Regions from separate parts of the Lactuca sativa genome. Here region 2 is linked to region 1. Evidence: chromatin contacts called from public Hi-C data. All regions are on one chromosome and are shown on one strand. Each heading gives the region's core, a stretch centred on a gene start, on an enhancer-like site or on the middle of the called end of the contact. The rest is flanking DNA. Distances are from core to core; before and after follow the strand shown. Region 1 holds the start of LOC111885463 (VQ motif-containing protein 22). Region 2 holds the start of LOC111885457 (polyadenylate-binding protein-interacting protein 12).

The links. Hi-C and Micro-C count contacts between places; a contact is called where the count stands out from the background.
Region 2: a contact with region 1 is called in a Hi-C map of leaf, with 2.7 times the contacts expected there. The contact joins the promoter of LOC111885457 here to the promoter of LOC111885463 in region 1. A contact is called at or near these places in 2 of 4 Hi-C or Micro-C datasets (both in leaf).

The regions. Positions count from the first base shown.
Region 1 is chr5:171,010,317-171,014,425 of Lsat_Salinas_v11, reverse strand. It overlaps LOC111885463 (VQ motif-containing protein 22), which reads left to right and starts at 2,375. Exons shown (of 1, transcript XM_023881721.3): 1 at 2,375-3,313. The coding sequence starts at 2,432. The coding sequence ends at 3,019.
Region 2 is chr5:171,146,234-171,150,653 of Lsat_Salinas_v11, reverse strand. It overlaps LOC111885457 (polyadenylate-binding protein-interacting protein 12), which reads right to left and starts at 1,822. Exons shown (of 10, transcript XM_042902637.2): 1 at 1,500-1,822; 2 at 845-1,381; 3 at 644-751; 4 at 446-563; 5 at 244-356; 6 at 78-137. The coding sequence starts at 1,327.

The DNA.
Region 1 (4,109 bases), core at 1,126-3,625:
TATTATTATTATTATTATTATTATTATTATTATTGATATTATTATTATTATTATTATTATTATTATTATAATTTTCGCATAAAATTTTAACATTCGGACGAAATTATAAATTCGAATAGCTATATAAAATCCGTTTTTAAAAAATTTTAAATTTTAATGTTCGTATTATTATTCTTATTATTATTATAAATTTCGAACAATATTTTATAAATCAGACATTATAAATTCGAACGACTATATAAAATCGGAACCAAAGCAAAGTTTGTCCTTATTAATTACAGATATTAATTGGTACAATATTACAATTGTGTGGTGCGTTATGCGAATTGAAAACATTTAGTCGAGCACTATACAATGTTTCCGATTTTATATAGCCGTTCGAATTTATAATGCCCGGTTTATAAAATATTGTTTGAAATTTATAATAATAATAACAGTAATAGTATTTATATTAAAATATAAAAAATATTTAAAAACCGATTTTATATAGTCTTTCGAATTTATAATGTCTTCTGAATGTTAAAATTTTATGTGAAATTTATAATAATAATAATAATAATAATAATAATAATAATAATAATATAAATTTAAAAAGAATTAATAATACCAAAAACAAAATAGGAAAAAAAACAAAAGAAAAAAAAGAAAAAAAAAGATGTCAAATCAAAAAGTTGATGTGATTTATTTTTTGGGGGTAAATATGATTAAAGGGAATATTTATAGCACAACCTTTATTGTTAAAATTAGAGGGATGGATTTGATCCTTTTTTACTCATTCCCCAACCATCTTTTAATTAAACAAAATCTTTGTAAAAACAAATATTTGTAAAACACATTTGATGTTTTCTTAAATTTCTTTAGCTCTGACAATTCTCGACACGACACGAAATAAATGGGTTTGAGTTGAGTTTTTCAACCCGCCAATCCGTTAACCCGTCAACCCACCAACCCGTTTATTAAACGGGTCATATATGAGTTTCTCAAAAAATTAACAGGTTGACCGTCAACCCGTTTATATATTCAATAAAAAAATTATTTTATTTATAAATGAATTTATGTATCAAGTATTAATATTTAATAAGTATTATATAATATATACTATTCATTCATAGACCATTTAACTCTTTTGACATTTTGACTCGTGGTGAATGACCTAATGTCGTAAGTCGTAACATGTAAGGATAAGTCTGTAACCATTTTGCCCATTTGCGCTAAATAATAATCTAAAAATCAAGTCGCATATGAGTGTATCTCCATCTTCCGGTCTCCCATAGTCCCACTCTCCCCTCTGGTACTTTGTGATCGAAATCAGGTATCGAAATCAAATCGTGCATCGAAATCACAAACGATGTTGACGCGTGAAGGTTGAAGCATTGAAGCCCTTAACGTGAGTCGCCAATACAATCTTCTCGTATGTTTCTTAAGTTGTTATTTTGGTGTAGTTTTCCGATTACAAGATGCAGTTCCTTAGTTTCTTACAGATTTGGTTTTTAATTTGTAGGAGAAGTGTGTATGAGTGATTATAATAGGATTGTGAGAAGTGAGATTGTCGATGACCTGGTAGGCTGATAACACAAACACATGACTAAGAAAACTTAAATTTTGAACAGGAAATTGATGTGTAACGTTGGTTTTTAATCAAAAAGTGATAACAACCCAGAAATTTTGAACATTAAATTTTGTATCAGTGTATCTTTTATATCAATGTTACTGTATGTTTGCATCAACCATCAATAATTATTCATGTTTAATTATTAATTTTATTTATGAAATCTAACCCACGAATCCAAATCTGATCCATGAACCCGCCAACATATGAACCTGTATAAATAAATGGGTTGACGGGTTATATATGGGTTTATGTTTTAAACCCGTCAACCCATGACATGTATATTTAAATGAGTCGTGTTAGGGTTGACATATTTTGATCCACCAACCCACCAACCCGCAACACGGCAACCCAAACACGATATGATTGTCAGGCCTAACTTTCTTTCATTCCACCATACTCTGCTCCATTTCTATACCTTCGCTTTCTATCCTTAATAAAAGAAACAGATAAACATATTTTTCTTGATAGTTTTTACCCTTCAACTCCTAAAATGAACTCCAAAACAAGATGTTAGATTAGTTGGGGAAAGTATAAACATATAACGAGGTACGAACAAGTCAACAATTATGCATTTAGATGGTTGTTTCCAAGAACCCCTCTTGGGTGTAAATGAACTTCCCGCTCTAACATCCCAAAGTCTACTCCACTTTCGACATCGAACCCCACGTGGCACGACCTCCCCTTAGTAGGAAAAGTCCATAATTTGACCAACGACCAAATATCCAACTCATTATATTCTTTTCAAATCATCGAAATCATATCCACAATTTCAATCCTTTTTTATACTCCCTCTCTCTTTCTTCGCTTTCCTTTGATGATATGAGCGGAACCATGTCAAGTTCCAACAATCAATGGCTTCAATTCTACGAAAACAACCAACCCACAACAGTACAAAGCTGGTCCGGTGACGCCGCCACTGATGCGACGGTGGTCACCAACACCACCACCACCACCAGCAACAACAACACCGGTGTCTCTAATCAGCTCAGCAAGGTAACACGACCTACAAATAGTCGAAGACGATCAAGAGCTTCAAGAAGAACTCCAACCACCTTACTCAACACCGACGCCACCAACTTTCGTGCCATGGTCCAACGCTTCACTGGTGGCGGCAACACCGGCGGCGATGTAACTTCCACTCCATATCTATCAAACGAGTCATCCGTTACTTCTTCTCATCAGTTGTTGAACACTTACAACAATAATACATATAGTTTCACTGATGGGATTCGATCAAGTAGCCCGGGGGTTGCGCTGCGTCCTAATGATGGCTATAACGTGCAGTTCCGGCAACCACAAAGCCAACAGTATTTCACGATGACGGTGGAGGATGGTGGAAGTACCACAGCTAACGATGGTGGTGATGAACATATGGAGTTTAGACAGAGTGGATCTTATAATTGGTAAGGAGAGAAGAATCATATGTTATGATCAAAGTATAATTACAAGAATAAAAATTATAGAGTTCTCGATCTTTGCACTAGTTCCTTTTTCGACTTTAGTCGAATAAAGTTACGTGGTTTAAATCTATCTTAATGTATACTCAAATTATTTGAAACTTTTCTTCAGTTCTAGTTGCTAACTTAGCTTATGGATCAACCATTGTAAATATATATCGTTATATTATTTCTCATTTGCTTCTAGTTTGGATAGAAGTTAATATAATTATACATCATAATGTTAAACTTTGTCATTTGTTTACTAACAGTAGCCATTATATTTTTATAGTGGATTTCTGTTGATGAAAAAATTGGTTGAACACTATAAATTAGGCAAGTATCTTCGAAAATATGTATTTAAATAATTTTTACCTTCATGCTTACGTACGTTTTTCTTTAAAGGCGACTAAAGGCTTTAAAGAATAATTTAATCATAAACCAATGGCATGCAAAATGTTTTTTCCCTTCAGAATGATTGTTAATTTTGCTAATATATGTAACTCCGAGAATATAAAAGACAAGATAACATTGCAAATTTTCTTCTTATTTTACTCAAATTTGCAAATCTATTTCATGTTTTGCAATTGTCTCAATATCGTCCTTGACTTTAATTGCACTTTTTGTTGCATATATGATCTCCTTAAGTTTTGTAGTTTTGTTTGTTAAGGACCTTATCTGCAACGAAATTCAAATTCATGGACGACTTTGTGACAATATGAAATTTTGGACTGGACTTTTAATTTCTGATATAGTCATAGGGGCCATTTTGTAATTTACTCTAATTATGATATATAAATCTTCACAACAAACGTAAAAAAGGAGTATCTCTTTTTTTTTTTTTTTTTTTTTTAATATTTGATTTTATTTATATTAAAAATCTTTCGAATATTTTGTCGGTATGTGTTTAGATTTGGTCGGTTTTTACTAATTATATTTTCATAGCTTTTTTATGCTTTTCTCATCAATCAAGTAACAAAAGTTTTTTGTCGGAAACGAGCGGTCATTCGAAGGCACGTTCACATTAGACCGAGGAAAAAGATATTTCATAAGTAATACAA
Region 2 (4,420 bases), core at 573-3,072, 140 kb before region 1:
AAATAAAATATATCACATAATATCCTTGTCTGTCCTTTACATTTTACAATGGAATGAAAGGTTTTCAACTACCTTACCTTCTTATCAATGTTAGTACAATAGATAGTTCTTGCACACATTTCTCTCTCATCTTCAGACTAAAACAAAATTAGAAATGATATTTGCATCAACAAAAGTTCAAAACCACATATCCAAAGCTTATTCCATTTTCAAAAATCACAAATATAAGTTAAAGAATCTCACCCGAGGCAAAAAAGTAGGATTTACTGGTGCAATTGCAGTTTTTGAAGGCAATACTCTAACTGGATAATATCCAAGCATAGTTCCACCTAAAGTCAATGCATTCCTTGCACCTTCTGCAATCACAAAATACACAATTCAATGTATCTAAATGAATAAATAAACATTTTGTTTAATAAAAGTTTGTGAACTTATATTGACATACCCTCATCTGTGAACTCTATAAAGGCAAACCGAAGAACAGAATTTGGATCACCACATACACGACAATCTACAACCTGTCCACAACCAATGAAGAGAGCTGCAAGTTGTTCTTCAGTAACCTAAATCAAGAGGAAAGAAAGATTAAAGCTTTTTACTAATGGGAATCAAAGCAAGAATGAAATTAAAGTTAAACAAGTACCTGATGATCAATATCAGACACATAAACAGTCCTTTTAATGACGTCTTCTCTTTGTGCCAAGCTAGTTCGGCTATTCATCCTTCGTTTCCCATGACTAAAGTTACTCTTCTTCTATCCATAACCATTAAAATCCTCACAAGAATCAACACCAGAAAGAGAAATACACAACAGAGAGAATTAGGGATGATGATTTGGGTATACCCGTCTAGTAGAAGCTCCATTGGAATTGGCGTTGGTGAAAGCTGGTGTAGTGTTAGTTTGGAGAAGGAAATTGTTGATGGCGGCATAACCAAAGTGAGAAGTAGGAGATGGTGGAACGAGAAGGGGCCTAGGATGGTTGTTGGAGAGTGAAGGGGGTACGAATTCTGCAGCCATAGGGTTCAATTTTGATAGCATTTCAGCTAAATCACGCATTTCTTTTTTAAAACCCTCTTCTTCTTCTTCTTCTTCGTCTTCCTGATTATGATGATCAACGCCATTCGTAGTCATCTGATGCTGATGATGATTGTTTGAGACACCGTTATTGTATGCCAGACTACCATTTCCATTAGGTGGTGTCGTCTTCTGCTGATCGGAACTCTGATGCTGATCACTTGACCTTGATTTAGAAATCAATGATTTTGACTGATCAACATCGTTTGGTTCGACATGACTGTTCGACCCACCATTCTCAACAACAGCCATAATATCGATCGGCTCAGTAACTGACACTAGACTGAAAAGGGGATTTTTATTCTTCTGCAAATTTAGTTGATTTTATCGATCCAATCCGAAAATTGATTTCGAGAAAAACAATTCAAAATTACAGTAATAATCTGACCCAATTCAATTCTAAAGCAATCAAAGAAGAGATTACCTGATTGAGGAGTACAGATGAAACTACTCATCGATCGAATTCAGCTCATAGATCGCCGTCGAGAGATTATTTAATTATAAATTAGTTAGAAAATTTTACAGAAAGGGGGCATAAAGAGCATAGCTTTTGGTTCTTTATTAACATAATACCATTTCGTTATGCTGCAAAGAGAGAAGAGGAGAAAGAGGTGAGGAATTCATCAACCTAACCATGAAGGTTCTAGAGTGAGAGAAAGAAAGAGAGTGAGAGGAGAGAGGTGTCTTCTTCGGATCGTCCGTTTGAGCACACCACTTTTTGGAGTATGCACCCTCAGTGGCACAACATCCAAAAACATAAATACCATATAAATTAAGGTTATAATATGTGTACAAAACAAAAACTACAAGCGGAAGTGATTTTTTTTGAAATGTACATATTTAGTCATTATTATTTTTTTTCGTAAAATAAACCCTTATACTTTATTTTTTGTAAAAATGTAATCCTTGTGACTGGTTATACCCGGTATACCGGTCATATACGAATTTTCTTTTAGGAAAAATGACTTGATAGGGTAAGATATTTTTTGAATTCTACACATTTAGTCCTTATTTTTTTTTTTGTAAAATAAACCCTTATACTTTATTAATATGTACATATTAGGTCATTTTCACCGGATTCTACAGGTTTTGCTGATGCGGAAGCACAAGTGGCACTAAATAGCAATTAATTAGCTTAGTCACCGGAGGTGGGTGATCCTCCAGCAACAAGAAAAGTGCGGCGACCCTTCTCTTTCTCGTCTCTCTTCCTTCCGGTCGAACAGCAACAGCCAAACACCCTTTACCTATTGTGTTTCTCCGATGTGTCTCTCTTTGCCTCCATCTTTGAGAAATGTTGCCAGAAAAAGAAGAAATAATCGACGAGGGGGCTACCAGAGCAGCTCTTCGCCGCCAACTACCGTCTCTACTTCCTCCTGCTTCCCCCTTCGACCTTGTTGTTTTTGTCATCATTCCTCCTTGCTACCAGTGATGTGTAGGAACACACAAAGGAATCGCCGGAGATCGGGGTTCTCCCTCTTTTTCATGATGAATAAAAGTTAGAAAAATCTCGTTGTGGATATGTGGATGTCATCTAGGTATTTCATTTCAACAAAATAAAAGAAAGGGAAAATGACTTGATAGGGTAAGATACTTTTTGAAATGTACACATTTAGTCCTTATTCTTTTTTTTTGTAAAATAAACCCTTATACGTCAGTTAAATTTGTAGAATCCGGTGAAAATGACATAATGTGTACATATTAATAAAGTATAAGGGTTTATTTTACAAAAAAAAAAGAATAAAGACTAAATGTGTACATTTCAAAAAATATCTTACCCTATCAAGTCATTATCCCAACCTATTATTCTCCGCAACTAACTATACATGTAATCGTATAATGGGTATTATGTAAAGGGAAACCGTAAAAGACTTGTAATATATTTACTCTTTATAAATATTTTTTATTCAATTAAGTTCTAAAAATCAGTATTCGTATTTAATTTAACTTTTTTATCTAGTCAGCAGGTTATCTAACTTTCAAAAATTACACTTTTGGCCCAGCTATGAAATATTACTACAATTTTAGTCTAAAATTTATATTTTGGCCCGGATTTTAAATTTTTATTACAAATTTGATAAATTTTTTACCGTTTTGGCTAAATTTCATAATTTTGTTATGATTTCGTCCTAACTTTAGTTTTTTTTTATAACTTTTTTTTCTCAAAATAAAAAATTTAAATATGTTTTTCTTTTAAAAAAAATCATATTTATATAAAAAAAACATATTTTCATAGAAAAAATCTTATTTTTCAATATAATTTTTTTTGTATACGAAATACCTATTTTAAAAAATAGGTATTTATAAAGTACATAAATATATACAAATTCGTTTTATAAAAAAAAAATGTATACAAACATATATTTTACAAAAAAAATCTATACAAACACCTATTTTATTATAAATATGTTTGTATACAAACACATATTTAAAAAAAAATATAAACAAACACTTATTTCATATTAAACGTGTAACACTACAAATCAGGTAAATACCCTTTGTACCCTTTAAATGAAAAAAGTATAACATAATGGTCCCTTAAGTACAATGGGCGTACTTAAGGAGTATGCATGGCGTACTAAGGATGGATGATCGTGGAGGGTGGCCATGTACGCTGGGCGTACACGACAGAAGAGCAAAACCCTAAATTTCTAACTTGACACATATTTAAACATCCTTAAGTCATTGTGACTAAACCCTAATTAGCCTCTAGAGTCTCATTTCGTCCCTTTACCTCAGTTTTCCTTTGAGAATGTGTTTTTGGAGCATAAAAGTGTGTTAGTGGCCATTTTTGAGCTTAGTCAAGAAGAATAAGTTAGTGAGCAAGCTTGGTGTGGCATTAGGCTTCAAGAACCTACATCTAGTTCACCTTGAGGAGCTTCTGGAGGTATAAAGTCTCAATCTTGCCATCTTATTCATTAGATTGAGTTAGGGTTGTCTATGTTGTCCTACTTTTGGTTCTTGGATCTTCTCTTGATAGTTAAGCAACTCCAGAGACTAAGATGGTTAGATTTGAGCTCTATGAGCATGCTATATGCATAAAGGTGTTAGCTTGAAGGTTATCTAGACTCCATGCATGAGTTTGAAGCTTTATATGAAGTCCTAATGTGAAGAATGAAGTTTTGAAGTCCCTTATAGCATGCAAGGGTATAAAGTTGTCAACTTTATGCCCTAGGACGTCTTAATGAGCTATGATCTGATGTTGGACGTTAGATTATCGAGTATTAGGCACATAATGGAAGTAGTGCTTAATCTTCTTGTATGTTGGTCGTAATATAGCGTACACAACGTATACAACCAAGGACTCAGTACGTTGAGCGTACTGAAGTGGTACGCTTGGCGTACGCA